Linked DNA regions of Sus scrofa: all the other regions are linked to region 1. A link is a contact called in public Hi-C and HiChIP or PLAC-seq data. All regions are on one chromosome and are shown on one strand. Each heading gives the region's core, a stretch centred on a gene start, on an enhancer-like site or on the middle of the called end of the contact. The rest is flanking DNA. Distances are from core to core; before and after follow the strand shown. Region 1 overlaps DDR2 (discoidin domain-containing receptor 2). Region 2 overlaps UAP1 (UDP-N-acetylhexosamine pyrophosphorylase). Region 3 has its middle 40 kb from the start of DDR2.

Region 1 (4,225 bases), core at 766-3,265:
AGGCTACTCCATCCCACTTGGAAACAAAAATTAAAGTTTAGCTTTTACCTTGTTGCCCTTGTGATTCATGTTAACTGATTATACTTTGCTTCTTGAACTGGCTAGTAGGAAGCTCAGAGTCAAATGTGAGGACTATCCCAGCAAACAGTAAAGAACCAAGTGTAACATGTTTTGGGATTTATCCATAGCTTTGAATCGTCCCTATTTTTTTCCTTTTCCTACATTCCTTCACTTATTTGCTTGTTTATTTATTTACTTAGTATCTTATACAGCTTTGGAAGCCAACTCCAATATTTTTTTAGAGTGAATTAGAGTAAAATTATTGAAAAATAAATAACATCTAATCTTTATTAAATGTTACTTCTCTAAGCATTGCTCTGCTCTAAACATTACTATCTAAGTACTTGACATATGTTTACTCATATCTCCTTATAGTATTCTTATAAACAAGTACTATTATTGTCATTAAACTGAGAGGCTAAAGGCTTAAAAATCCTTCCCAAAGCCATAAAACCTCTGAATTGCTTAAGAAAGAGTGAATGTAATATTTAAAACAAATGACCCCTCTCTTTCTCTTAGATATTATTTAGTGATTCCCTACTGCCTCTCATGAAGTGTGCTATGTTCTTTGTATACAGTATATTAAATCCTTACAACAACCCTGCTTGGCAGTGTTATTGAGGGTGAGGAGATTGAGGTGCAGAGAGGCTTAGTAACTTGTCTTGGGTTCCACAATTTGGAAGTAGCAGAATCAAGTTTTAAGCATGGATCTATGATGATTCTAAACTATGCAGCAGCTTCTTTCTCAGCTCTTAACGCATAGTTACCCAGCTGTCTCTATCACTTGCCTCCTTGTTGAAGGAAAGGGCACTCTATTTTTACTATGAGGCTTTTATTAACTTTGTTAACCAGGAGTAAGAACTTATCTCATCTGACCCTCATCTCAGTAACAAGAAATCCATTACAGCTTGGGGACCTCTCTTCTGGAGCTCTGCAATATTTGTTTCTGCAAAGTATTTTGGGCTTTTAGGAAAACTGAAATAATAAAGAGCTATTCTTTTTTTTTTTTTTAAACTATGGAAGTATAGCTGATTTACAATGTTGTGATAATTCCTGCTGTACAACAAGGTGATTCTGTTATATGCATCCACATATCCATTCTTTTTCAGTTTCTTTTCCCATATAAGTTATCACAGAATATTGATTAGAGTTACCTCTGCTATATGGCAGGTCCCTTAGAGGGCTATTCTTATATGAAATTTCAAGTTGGGCAAAAGAGGTCTTGGCAAAATAGCCTCTTTGTATCTATAGGAACCCAAATAATTTTCCTTGGCACCTAGCAAGATCCCATCATGTAGATATGTACCTGCATAGTGATCCAGTCTGAAGTAGCCTGCTAATAGAGCTTGTGGAAAGAAGGGGCCCAAATCACACTTTAATCAGACCACCTTATTCCCTCTCAAGCTAGAAAAACTAGGTCAAGGTGGCCAGGCTTGATGAAAGAGGAACCGAGGATCAGGAGATCTGAACTTCAGTCCTGACTACACTAGTCAGCTGTACATCTTTGAGTAAGTCAATTCACCTCTCTGGGCCTCAGAAGTTCTGATATTTAACATGGAGCCATCAGAGGGTTGGTTTCCTAAAGTCTTGGCTCTAAAGCTTTATGGTCCAGATGTTCCTTTAGGCCATGGACTGTCTTGGGTCCCCCAGCTGACCCACATAACTGCACACACAGTTCCCCACCCCCACTTCTGTCGGTCAAATTGTATCTTCTCTGTGCCCGAAGAGGCCCAGCTGTTGGCTCTCCTTGCCCCAGGCCTCATGTGTGCCATGTGTGTGTTTTCCTGGAAGCTGCATATAGAACACTCATTGACGGGGGAGCTTGTGGTCTAGAGCTAACAGTGAGATGGTAAACATTATGGAACAAGCAGCCCTTTCAGGCTCCCAACTTTGGCAGCACAGTGTGAAAGTAATTCTTGGAAGCTGGGGCCTGGTGGCAGCTGCTTCTCCTCAGCCTGCTTGCCAGGCCCTACCAGAGCTCAGGATGGAGCGAGTTTCCGCCTGGGCATGCAGCAGCCAGTGCCAGTAGTTTTCCACTCTGGGAAACTCGAAAAATGAGTTGGCCTCTCTGTCCAGGAGATTGGTGGATAGCAGAAGCGTCAGGAAAGCACCAAGACAACTCAAAAGGCAAAATCAGGTGATACTTCTTTGCTGCAGGGTCTCTTGCTTTCCTTGCTATTTTCTGCTTTTTGATGCTGCTTTCTATCTCATAATGTGGAGCTCAGAGGCAGATTGATGGGCTCTGATAAATGATGAAGTAGACTGGGGGAAAGAAGGGGACCTGACATTTAGGACTTGAGCCTACTTGGCAGTTCTGTCTTCACTATTGGCTGGAATCCCTTCCACAGAAGTTTACCAAAAATAGACATAGTCAATAGGAAAACCACACTGGTACTGCTGAGAAGTGCCACGTTGGTTGCCCTGGGCCAAGGTTCATCCTGGTTCCAAAGACCCACTAGGATGAGAAAGGCCATCCAAGATCAGCTTGCCTCTTTTCCTGTGTCCTTTCTGTGAGGCCTCTGGCAATACTGATTCATCAAGAAACTTTCCTTAATGGCTGCTTTGCTGGCTCTTGTCTCTGAATTCCCTTTCCTCATCCTTGTATTCCTTGGTCTCAACTTGTGGACCACCAACTCTACTTCATTGTCTGAAAAGGGTTTATAACTTGGGGCCCAGAGCCTTACTCTGGCTTGATTTGGAGATCCTCCACTGACTAATATTCATGTCAGAACTTCTCTTCCTCTCATGCAAATGCCAACAAAGCCCTTGAAAGAGCAGAAAGAGCATCCCTCTCTGGAGGTTGTTGTGAGCTGGGAACAAGATGGCATTCGTGCTAACAAATCTTGGCCCTCCTTGGGGAAAGCACTGCCCCCTGAATACCCTGCTGAGAAGGGTATTTTTTTTTTCAAATGTGGGCTGAGTACCTTCTATGCCCAGGCACTTTGGGAGACAGAGAAATGAATCAATCATAGCAGCTGCTCTGAAGAATTCAACATGTGGTGAAGTTCACAGTCTCCATTCATTAATTCTTGCATTCACCCTTCCACCCACCTACCCATCTCTCTACCACTTTGTCTGCTTATTTATTTGGCAAGTGTGTGTTGACCATCTAATGGCTGACCATCTAATGTTGAACATTTATTTGACTCTATGTTGAAGGGGCAAAGGAAGAATCTGAAATGATTGCTATTCTCAAAATTGCTTACAGTTTCAACAAGAGGTAAACAAGTAAAGCAAAGCTTCTGGTGAAGGTTGTAGCCTAAAAGAACTCCTCCTTTCACCCACCATCATTTTTATCCCTGTACCACGTTTTAGTGTTTTCCATAGTTTTGTCACACTACCTGATTTAGTAATAGCTAATAATAGCTAGTGTCAAACAGCCAGTTTTCCTGTTTGATTATTAAAAGCTAGTATCTTTTGTCTGTTTCCCCTACCAGAATGTAGAATCATTTTATTTGTCATGTTCACTACCGAATCTTCAGAATAGTACCTGATACCGAATCTTCAGAATAGTACCTACCTAGTACCTACCTTATGTACTTATTAAATACATGAACAGCTATTAAATACATATACTTATTAAACCATGAACAAAAATATAGGTTGCAAGAAAGTATATAATAAACCAGACTTATAAGGAAGTCTAGCTGTCTGCTCCCTTGTTAAATTTCATTAGTTGGGGCTCTCTTTCCCTAACTTTCCAGATGTTTGTCTTTAAGTCCTAATTATAATGCACAACAGAAAACTCTTCTTTTATCACATTTTGAAGAGATATTTGCTGAGCACTCAGTTAATGCCAGACAGCCTACTAGAAATTGGAGAGACAACAGAGAAAGATAGACAGGCTCCCTACCCTTAGAACATGTACTGTTGAGTGGCGAGACCAAAATTAAATAAACAACTATTTATAGCACAAGTGTGAAAGGTGCTATCAAAGAAAAGAAGTATGTTATAAGAGCATTTAAAAGATATTTCCCTTTTTTTTTTTTTTGGCTTTTTAGGGCTGCACCCACGGCATATAGAAATTTCCGGGCTAGGGGTCTAATCGGAGCCACAGCTGCCAGCATACATCACAGCCATCGCAACGGGGATCCAAGCCACATCTGCAACCTACACCACAGCTCATGGCAATGCTGCGTCACTGACCCACTGTGAGAGGCCAGGG
Region 2 (4,225 bases), core at 915-3,414, 170 kb before region 1:
TTAGGGTGATTTCCATATTTTAGAACCATTCATATTCTTTTTCTTTTTTTGCTTTTTCAGGGCTGCACCCTCAGCATATGGAAGTTCCCAGGCTAGAGGTTGAATTGGAGCTACAGCTACCAGCCCATGCCATAGCCACAGCAATGAGGGATCTGAGCCATGTCTGCAGCTTACACCACAGCTCACAGCAACGCTGGATCCCTGACCCATGAGCACCATGAGCAGGACCAGGGATCAGACATGCATCCTCATGGATACCAGTTGGATTCCTTTCTGCTGCACCACAACGGGAATTCCCCAGAACCATTCATTTTCTAAAGTAACTATACTCCAGTAAAATGAGAAAAAAAAAAATAAGGTAGCTAAACTATCCCACATCCAGTTTTTTTCTTAAATTGGCGACATTTGATTCTTTCTGATTAATCCATCACAGGTAAGAGTTTAAAATATGTGAAGATGATTTGTAGGTACCTGGGAAAGTAAATGGTCGGCACTAGGCCTGGGATGGATTTATTAATATCAAGGTGTTGGATTTACTCATATCAAGTTGTATTTGATAAGAGTAACCCAGTTTCTTCCTAAGTTTTTGGAGTAGTAGATAAAGCATATGTGATAGAAATAGCAGATTTGGACTTCAACAAGGCCTTTGACAAGGTAACTCACGATAGTCTTGTGAATAAGGTAGAAATTTGCAGATTGAGGGTAAGGGCAATTAAGGAAATAAAATAACTTCTTAAATGACCATAAACATGCTGATATTGAGACAGAAGGAGGTTTGTCATGCCACATAATGAGTGTAACGAGGGTGTCCTTGGTATAGATCTTTTTAACATTTTTTTTTAGTTGCATATATGATAATGTAAGAGACTTGCTTTTATGACATGATAGGCCTTAATAACACCTGGGAAGATTTATAAATATTAATATAAATATTATTTTTCTAGAAATCTTTAAAAGTATCAGTTCGCACTGAATTGAAGTATAACACAGTCCTGATCACAAAGTCCCAATGAAACTGTTTTGGGCACATTTAACAAAATGATTATAAAGTTTAGAATAAACATGTAAAGATGGCCAGGAAAATGTTGAAAAAAGATGATGATAAAGAAGGAAGCAGTCTATCAGGTATTAAAATAGATGATAGATAAAAAGTAGCTAGGAGTGTAGTGCTGAAACCAGAATGTAATGACAGATTAATGAAGCAAATCAGTCAGAAACAAAGCCACACAGTAGCTCCCCTTGTGGCTCAGTGGAAATGAATCCGACTAGTAATTATGAGGTTGACTAGGAATTATTAGGCTGTGGGTTCCATCCCTGGCCTCGCTCAGTAAGTTTGGGATCCAGCATTGCTGTGAGTTTTTGTCTAGGTTGCAGACGTTGCTTGGATCCTGCGTTGCTGTGGCTGTGGCGAAGGCTGGCAGCTACAACTCTGATTCGACCCCTCACCCAGGAACTTCCGTATGTTGTAGTTGCATCGCTAAAAAAAAAAAAAAAAAGAAAAGAAAAGAAAGAAACAAAACCATATGTATGTAAGAATGTACTTTTTTAAAATGTACATTTTTTAAATGGCATTTCAAATCATTGGGGGAAAATGAATGGGATAACTGGCTAAAATAAAGTAAGATGTCTTCTTCAGAGCTTATACCAGAATCAATTTCAAATGGATTACAAAGTAAAAACCATAAAGATGTTAGAAGAAACAATAATTGTGTAATATTGACACTTTCTGCCAAAAGTCAAAACCATATAGACTTCTGACAAAAACAAATTAAACTACATATAAGTTTTAAATATATGAATTTAAGGAGAAGAGCTGCTGTAAGAGACATATCATATTCCTGATTGGCGACTTTCTATTATAAAGATGTCATTTCTCCCAAAATTAATCTACAAATCTAATGCAAAGTCATCGAAGCCGAAGTCTTAAATTTACAAGCACAAGTTTTGAGAGATCAGGCTGGCAAACCTAATAAGACTCCTCCTGGCTCTGAAAGTAAGTGGTTGGTTTAGTTCATTGATTGAATACCTCCACCTGCTTCAGTACTGGGAGTGTCTGTGCTGTATTGTAAATAAATACCTGCTAAATTGTAATAGATACAAGTGCATTGGATTGTAATTATGTAACTATTGAGCTTTAAAAAACAAATCAAAACTGTGTATTTCTGCTTTGTTCCACTTGGTGTCACTCTTCTTTCTAAAACAGAAACTTAAATTTTACTGCTGAGTTTAAGAATCAGTTTAAATTCTAAATGATTAGAGAATGTTGAACCTGGAAGGGGCCTCAGAGATTACCTGGTCAACCTCTTTGATCTCAGGAATGAGCACCCTGAGTTCCAGGACTCATTAAGTTCCAGGCTCCAGGTCCTTTATCACATTAGCAGAGGACTAACTAAGAACCAATTAACTAAGAACCTATTCTTAGTTCTAGTATTAACTAAGTGTTAGTTCTAGGATTAATTAAGAACCAATTCTTAGTTCTAGTATTATATCACATTATAAAACCAAACTCTTCAATTGTGTTTTTGCTTGGCAGCTCAAGAAAACTTTGAATTGGTGTGCTAACTTTTATGAGCATGCTAAAAATCATACAGGGCTGTAAATGTAACCATCCTCTCTTCTCCACGACCCCTGGCTTCTCTAGGACAAATTCTGTCTCAGGATTTCCTCTAAGACAAATCCTGTTTAGTATTGTGTCTGGCGTATAATGTAGTAGTTTACTCAGTGAATAAATAAATGTTCAGATGGAACCAAAATATGACAAGACTGGTATATGTTAAAAACTTTTATAAATGTTAGAAACCATTTATGTAATCTGCCCTCCCACCCTTGTAATTTAAAAATCAAGATATTAAATATATATTTTTTAAATCACTTAAATCAAGGAGTTATTCTTAGTGTGGTAGTAGAATTCTTTGCAGTACTTTTTTAGTAGGCTTCTGTTTTGGCGAATTAAGTATGTTTTATGGAGTGCCTTGAGAAAAGACTTAGTGGAGTGGCTTACAAAAGTACACAGCTGGAAAAGTAGGAGTGGTTGTTAAAGATCATTTTGTAAAGTAGCTGCAGCAACTTTGGGCCTGGACTGTTATTTTCAACTCAGCTTTTCAAGATTTAAGTTGTAGGAAATTAAGAAGCTTCATAATTTTAAACTGAATATCTTTTCTGTATAATATAAACTGACCTTCAACTTTATGCACTTTCCAAATGCTTTCTTTTGTAATCTAGACTTTTATAGTATTTGGAGGTTCATGGTTGTTATAAAAGTAAACCTTTCACTGGCAGATTAACACTTGGGAAGTAAAATGTGTATTTGCTTCTTTTCATTTTCCATGGCTAGTCAGGAATAGGGGTATATAGAAGTGAATGGAAAATACATCTCTATTCCAGCTTCCCTGTCTACTAAGATACCCACTGTGGAGTATACAAAGTGAGAGGTGGTGATGGCTCGATAGACTAGAATTGCAAATAGGCTCATGATTGGTTTAAATCAATTTTGCTGTATGCTTCCCCCCAGTTTAATCCATTTCCGTGGTAGAAAAGTTTCTTTTCACTGAATACTGTACTCCTTTCAGGGTGGCAAACAGTGAAACTACACAGCAGGCCTGCGTATCCAGTAGCCCAGCCTCACTGAGCTACACACAGTACCTATATCTCTAATTGCTGTGTAAACGTAGTGCTCAACAGTGGCTTTAGTTGTTTGGAAGGGACTGCTCCTGCTGTATTTATTTTAAGGAATCAATTGCTGCAGAAAAGTTTCAACTTTATTGATATAATTCTATGTATACTTTGGATAGACTTCAAAATGGGGACAGATTTTTCAAAATACTCTGAGGCACGCTAAATTATTAATCAAACACAGCAAAAACATCTGTGAATCTTTTAATTGATTCTTCTGCTGGATATTCATATCATCTGAGGCTTGATTTTTATGAGTGCATTGCATACAGTTCTTTCATTATTTTATTCTAAACACTTAGTTTAGGTTGGTGGTATATGATTAGGGTGGGGGAGGGGTGTCAAAATCACCTGTGAGGTTTTTTAAAAAAATTACATGCTCTTCTGTTTTCCTTCTGATTTTGATTACATGCTCTTCTCTCAGCTCCCTGAACAGCCTGGAGTCACTGATATATCATCCAATCACTGGTTTTCAGATTTTTTCAAACAAAATCTAGTTTGCAAAACAGATAAATATGTGTGGGCTTCTCTGCTTGAAGTAGGAGTGAGAATC
Region 3 (4,225 bases), core at 822-3,321, 150 kb before region 1:
TATTTATTTATTTGAAATCAGGTTCTGATTCAGTTAATTTATTACATTTTGGCTGTTATGTCTCTTAAATGTTTTTAATTCTATCCAGGTCATCCTCCCTCTTTTTTTTTTTTTTAATTTATTTGTTGGAAAACAACTTCTTATTTCTCCAGTGTCATTTTGTAAATTTGGGATTTCATTTTCATCATGTCCTTTAACATTTTCCTCTTACTTTTACATTTTCAGAAAGCTGTAGTTGAATATGAGGTTTGATCAGATTGATGATCTTTCTTTTGATAAAAAATACTTCATAGATAGTTCTGCATATACTCCCTATTGAATTTCATTAGAAGACACATAACTGTTTCTTTGGGATGTTAAGGTTGATCAGTATTTTTAATTTAGGTATTGTCGACTTGATCCAGTCATTATAAAGTTCCCCATGAACCTTTCATTTTATCTCTTAGCAGCTATTGATGATTGTTTCCTAGAGCCATTATTTCTCTTAGGGGTTGAAAAATGGAATTTTTTTTATTTTTTATTTTGTATTTATTAGCAAGAATTATTTGTAAAGAAAACCTGTCATCCAGTTAAAAGCAGTAGAATGCTTGATTCTTTTCCTTTTTATAAGTTTCCAGATAATGAGTTATGTTCTAGCATCACTCCAAAGGTGATCATGAAGTCCTCTCTAATTCTGAGTATTAGTATGCATTCATGGATTTAAAAAAATTATTCTTGATGTGTTTTCATACATTAGTCATTTGTCATTACTGTTGGCCACTGAGCCCCTTCGAATTGTCTCCTGTGTTCTTCTGATCTAACTCCAGTATTCTTTCATACCTTCTTTGCTTTCTGGTATCACAAGAGGTCTTAGAACCAACTTAAATATGTCCAGCCTTACTCTAGACAGATTATTTTTGTATACCTGTATAGTTGTTTCATAAAATATATTTACTAACACATTTATTCTGACACATTCACTTTTCTGACTTTATTTAGGGGAGATTTTCTTGCAATGAAGATTTAGGTTCCTAAATCTAAATCTAAATTCACTTGTGGAATCAAGCCTGCACTCTTGCGCCAAAAAGGGCCTAGACCACATTCTAGGAAGATCCAGTTCTCTCTGAGATGAGAGTGTAAATAATGATAGAGTCAAGGTCTGTGCCAGGAGTGAGTTTCTGGGAGTTGTGGCACCCATACTCCTCTCTGCATGCTCCCAGGAGCTGTGACTCACCCAGTACAGTTAAATTTGGGTAATTCCTATGAAGTCACCTTCAGATGAGATCACAAGCCCTTAAAAGGGTGCCCAGTAGTGAGAAAGTAGTCCAGCTTGCCAAAGGAAGCTATGGCTCCAAAATGCTTTGGTTCCTTTTAATAAGAAATGGTATTTCGATACTTTAATCTAGGCACATGTAATATTCATTACTAGAGGTTCTAGACCCTTTTAGGGAACTGGGTTAGAAAATATACATTTTGGCTTTTTGTGAAAAAGAAAAATACGCCATGAGTTATACTCATAAATTCAATTTTTAAAAATCAGGTACTTTTTGACTTTATATTTGTGTCTTTTTATCTAGGTTCCTCACACTCAATGTAATTATTTATTTCCTTAAACTACTATGAGGGTTAATTTTATGTGTCAACTTGTTTGGGCCATGGTGCCTAGATATTTGGTCAAACGTTATTCTGGATGTTTCTGTGAGGGTGTTTTTGGGTAAGAGTAACCTTTAAATTGTTGAGCTTTGAGTAAAGCAGATTGCCCTTCATTGTGTAGGTGGGCCTAGTCCCATCTGGTTGACCATCCTTAATAGAACAAAGATTGACCCCCCCTGAGCAAAAAGGAAGTCTGCCAGCAGATGGCCTTTTAACTTGAAGGGCAAGATTGTCTCTTCTTTGGCTCTCCAGGCTTCCAGTCTACCCTACAGATTTTGGACTTGTCAGTCTCAATAATTGCATGAACTAATTCCTTAAAATAATATTTCTTTATATACACACATCCTATTTGTTCTGTTTTTCTGGAACTTAAGAAAGACTAACCTGGTTTGCCTTCCTATGTGAAACACCAGAGTAAATAAATGAAGCAATAGTCCTGACGTCATTGGACATCAGGCCGTGAAGGTCAGTGATCCCTGGGAGACAGGAAACAAATGAAGTAATGACTGTCCCAGCTAGCTGTCTGGAGAGAATTTATAGGCCATAGCATAGGAAGGAGGAACCAGGAAAGTTGAGGATATGGACCTGAGAGTTTGGGAAAGCCAAAGTAGCTGGAATTCATAGGGCAGCATACTATGTAGGAGAGAGCTGCACAAAGAAAACGAAATCTGCAGAGGTACTCCTTTGAGTATTCAGGTGAGCATCATTAGTACACCTGTGAACAGAGAGGCCACTTGAGGCTGAGGAAAGAACCATCTGAAAGAACAGAAAGAACAGTACCTGGAATGGAAATCCTCGTTATTCACAGGGTATTGAGTAAAGTACTAAGAAAGGTCTTGCTTAGATTGAGTTCTTCTGCAGCCTAACAAAGCTTAAAAACAAGGCCAGAAAAGGTCAAACTGTTCCATGTAATTTAATGTCTGTTATTTTTATTGCTTCATAACAAAACATGTATTTTCTTAGTTTCTGAGGATTTGGAATTCAGAGAGTGGCTTAGCTAGATGATTCTGGCTTAGGTTTTCTCATCAGGTTGTAATCAATCTATCATCCAAGGTGGAAGTCATCTGAAGGCTTGACTAGGGCTGGAGAATCTGATGTTAAACTCACTCATATGGCCACTGGCAAGAGGCCTCAATTCTTTTGCTGTGTGGACCTCTCTATAGGAATGCTTATAACATGGAAGCTAGCTTTCCTCAGCATGAGTGATCCAAGTGAGAGAGAGCAAGCAAGATGGAAGCCACAGTGTCTTCTGTAAGCTATTCTCAGGAGTGACACAGCAATACTTACACTATATTGGTCAATTATTGTGGAATAATACAGGAGAGGACTGCTCAAGGGAGGCAGATCATTGGGGGTCATCTTACAGCCTGGCTGCCATGAATATAGGTATAAAACTGAACAATATTTTAGCAAATCAAATCCAATACATAAAACAGATAATGTATTATAACAAAATGGAGTATATCCTGGGAATGCATGATTGGTTTAATATTTGCAAGTTACTCAGTGTAAATGACAAATTAAAATGCATTTCACAAAATTCAACATCCTTTCCTGATGAAATGTCTTACTGCACTAGGGATATAAGGGGTAAATATGAAAAATCTATGTAGAATCTATAATTTAATATCACAACAGTGAAAGATTGTGTGCTTTCTCCCTAAAAATCAGGGACAAGGCAGTATGTTCATCGTTGCCACTTCAATGTTGTGTGGAAGTTTTAGCCAGTGTAGTAAGGCAAGAGAGATATATAGAAGGCATCCAGATTGGAAAGGAAAAAGTAAACCTGCCTTTCTTTGCAGATGGGGTGATCATCTACCTAGAATATCCTTTAGGATCTATATGAAAGTTATTAGAATTAATAAGTTGGTTTAGCAAGGTTGTAGGATACAAGATCAATATATAAAAATTAATAGTATTTCTGTTTCCCAGCAACAGACATTGAAATTTAAGATGTTAGTTTCCCCAACTTGATCTGTAGATTCAACGTGATCCCAGTCAACATCTCAGCTAGCTATTTAGTAGATATTGACAAACGGATTCTAAAGTTCATGTGAAAAGACAAAAGGCCTAGAATAGCCAACTTTATCCTCAAGTGTGGACTGTGCATAGTGACTTTCTTCCAAAGAGTACAGTATGACAAGGAAAAAAAAAAAAGAGCAACGTTACGGTGGCAGATGCTGACAAACACCATTTCAAGCCAGATCATCAAGGTTAATGTCAATATGATTAGTTTAATAGTGTGTAACACTGATAGGATGTGATGAGAGAGGAATGTATCTCTAAAGTCTTCCTCTCCAAAATTCATAACTTCAGTCTAACCATGATAAAAATATCAGCCAATTCCCAATTGAAGGACAGTCTACAAAATACCTAACTAGTAAGCCTCAAAACTGTCAAGGTCATCAAAAACAAGGAAAGTCTGAGAAATTGTCACAGCCAAGAGGAACCTAAGGAGAGAGGACAGCTAAATATAATGTAGTATCCTGGATGGGAACACCTAGAACAGGAAAAGGCCTTTAGGAAAAAACTGAGTAAATTTGAATAAAGCATGGACTTGAGTTAATAATAATGTATCAATGCTGGTTCATTA

Evidence for each region. Hi-C and Micro-C count contacts between places; a contact is called where the count stands out from the background. HiChIP or PLAC-seq counts read pairs in DNA pulled down with a chosen protein or histone mark.
Region 2: an H3K27ac HiChIP or PLAC-seq map of skeletal muscle shows a contact between it and region 1. The contact joins two enhancer-like sites. A contact is called at or near these places in 2 of 47 Hi-C or Micro-C datasets (embryonic fibroblasts and liver) and 2 of 2 datasets of contacts at active chromatin or transcription factors (alveolar macrophages and skeletal muscle).
Region 3: a contact with region 1 is called in a Hi-C map of liver, with 6 times the contacts expected there. The contact joins two enhancer-like sites. A contact is called at or near these places in 2 of 47 Hi-C or Micro-C datasets (embryonic fibroblasts and liver) and 2 of 2 datasets of contacts at active chromatin or transcription factors (alveolar macrophages and skeletal muscle).

Annotation. Positions count from the first base shown.
Region 1 is chr4:87,797,356-87,801,580 of Sscrofa11.1, reverse strand. The region is part of intron 3 of DDR2 (discoidin domain-containing receptor 2); the gene reads left to right. Among named protein-coding and RNA genes, the nearest start is that of HSD17B7, 57 kb to the right of the region's middle. Within about 2 kb of position 2,015, at least 14 of the 83 cell types and tissues checked have an H3K27ac peak or open chromatin away from gene starts, as enhancers often do. A contact at or near this core is called in liver and skeletal muscle, where this site is marked.
Region 2 is chr4:87,970,755-87,974,979 of Sscrofa11.1, reverse strand. All of the region lies in intron 5 of UAP1 (UDP-N-acetylhexosamine pyrophosphorylase), which reads left to right. Among named protein-coding and RNA genes, the nearest start is that of UAP1, 21 kb to the left of the region's middle. Within about 2 kb of position 2,164, at least 7 of the 83 cell types and tissues checked have an H3K27ac peak or open chromatin away from gene starts, as enhancers often do. A contact at or near this core is called in skeletal muscle, where this site is marked.
Region 3 is chr4:87,950,082-87,954,306 of Sscrofa11.1, reverse strand. No RefSeq gene overlaps it. Among named protein-coding and RNA genes, the nearest start is that of DDR2, 40 kb to the right of the region's middle. Within about 2 kb of position 2,071, at least 1 of the 83 cell types and tissues checked has an H3K27ac peak or open chromatin away from gene starts, as enhancers often do. A contact at or near this core is called in liver, where this site is marked.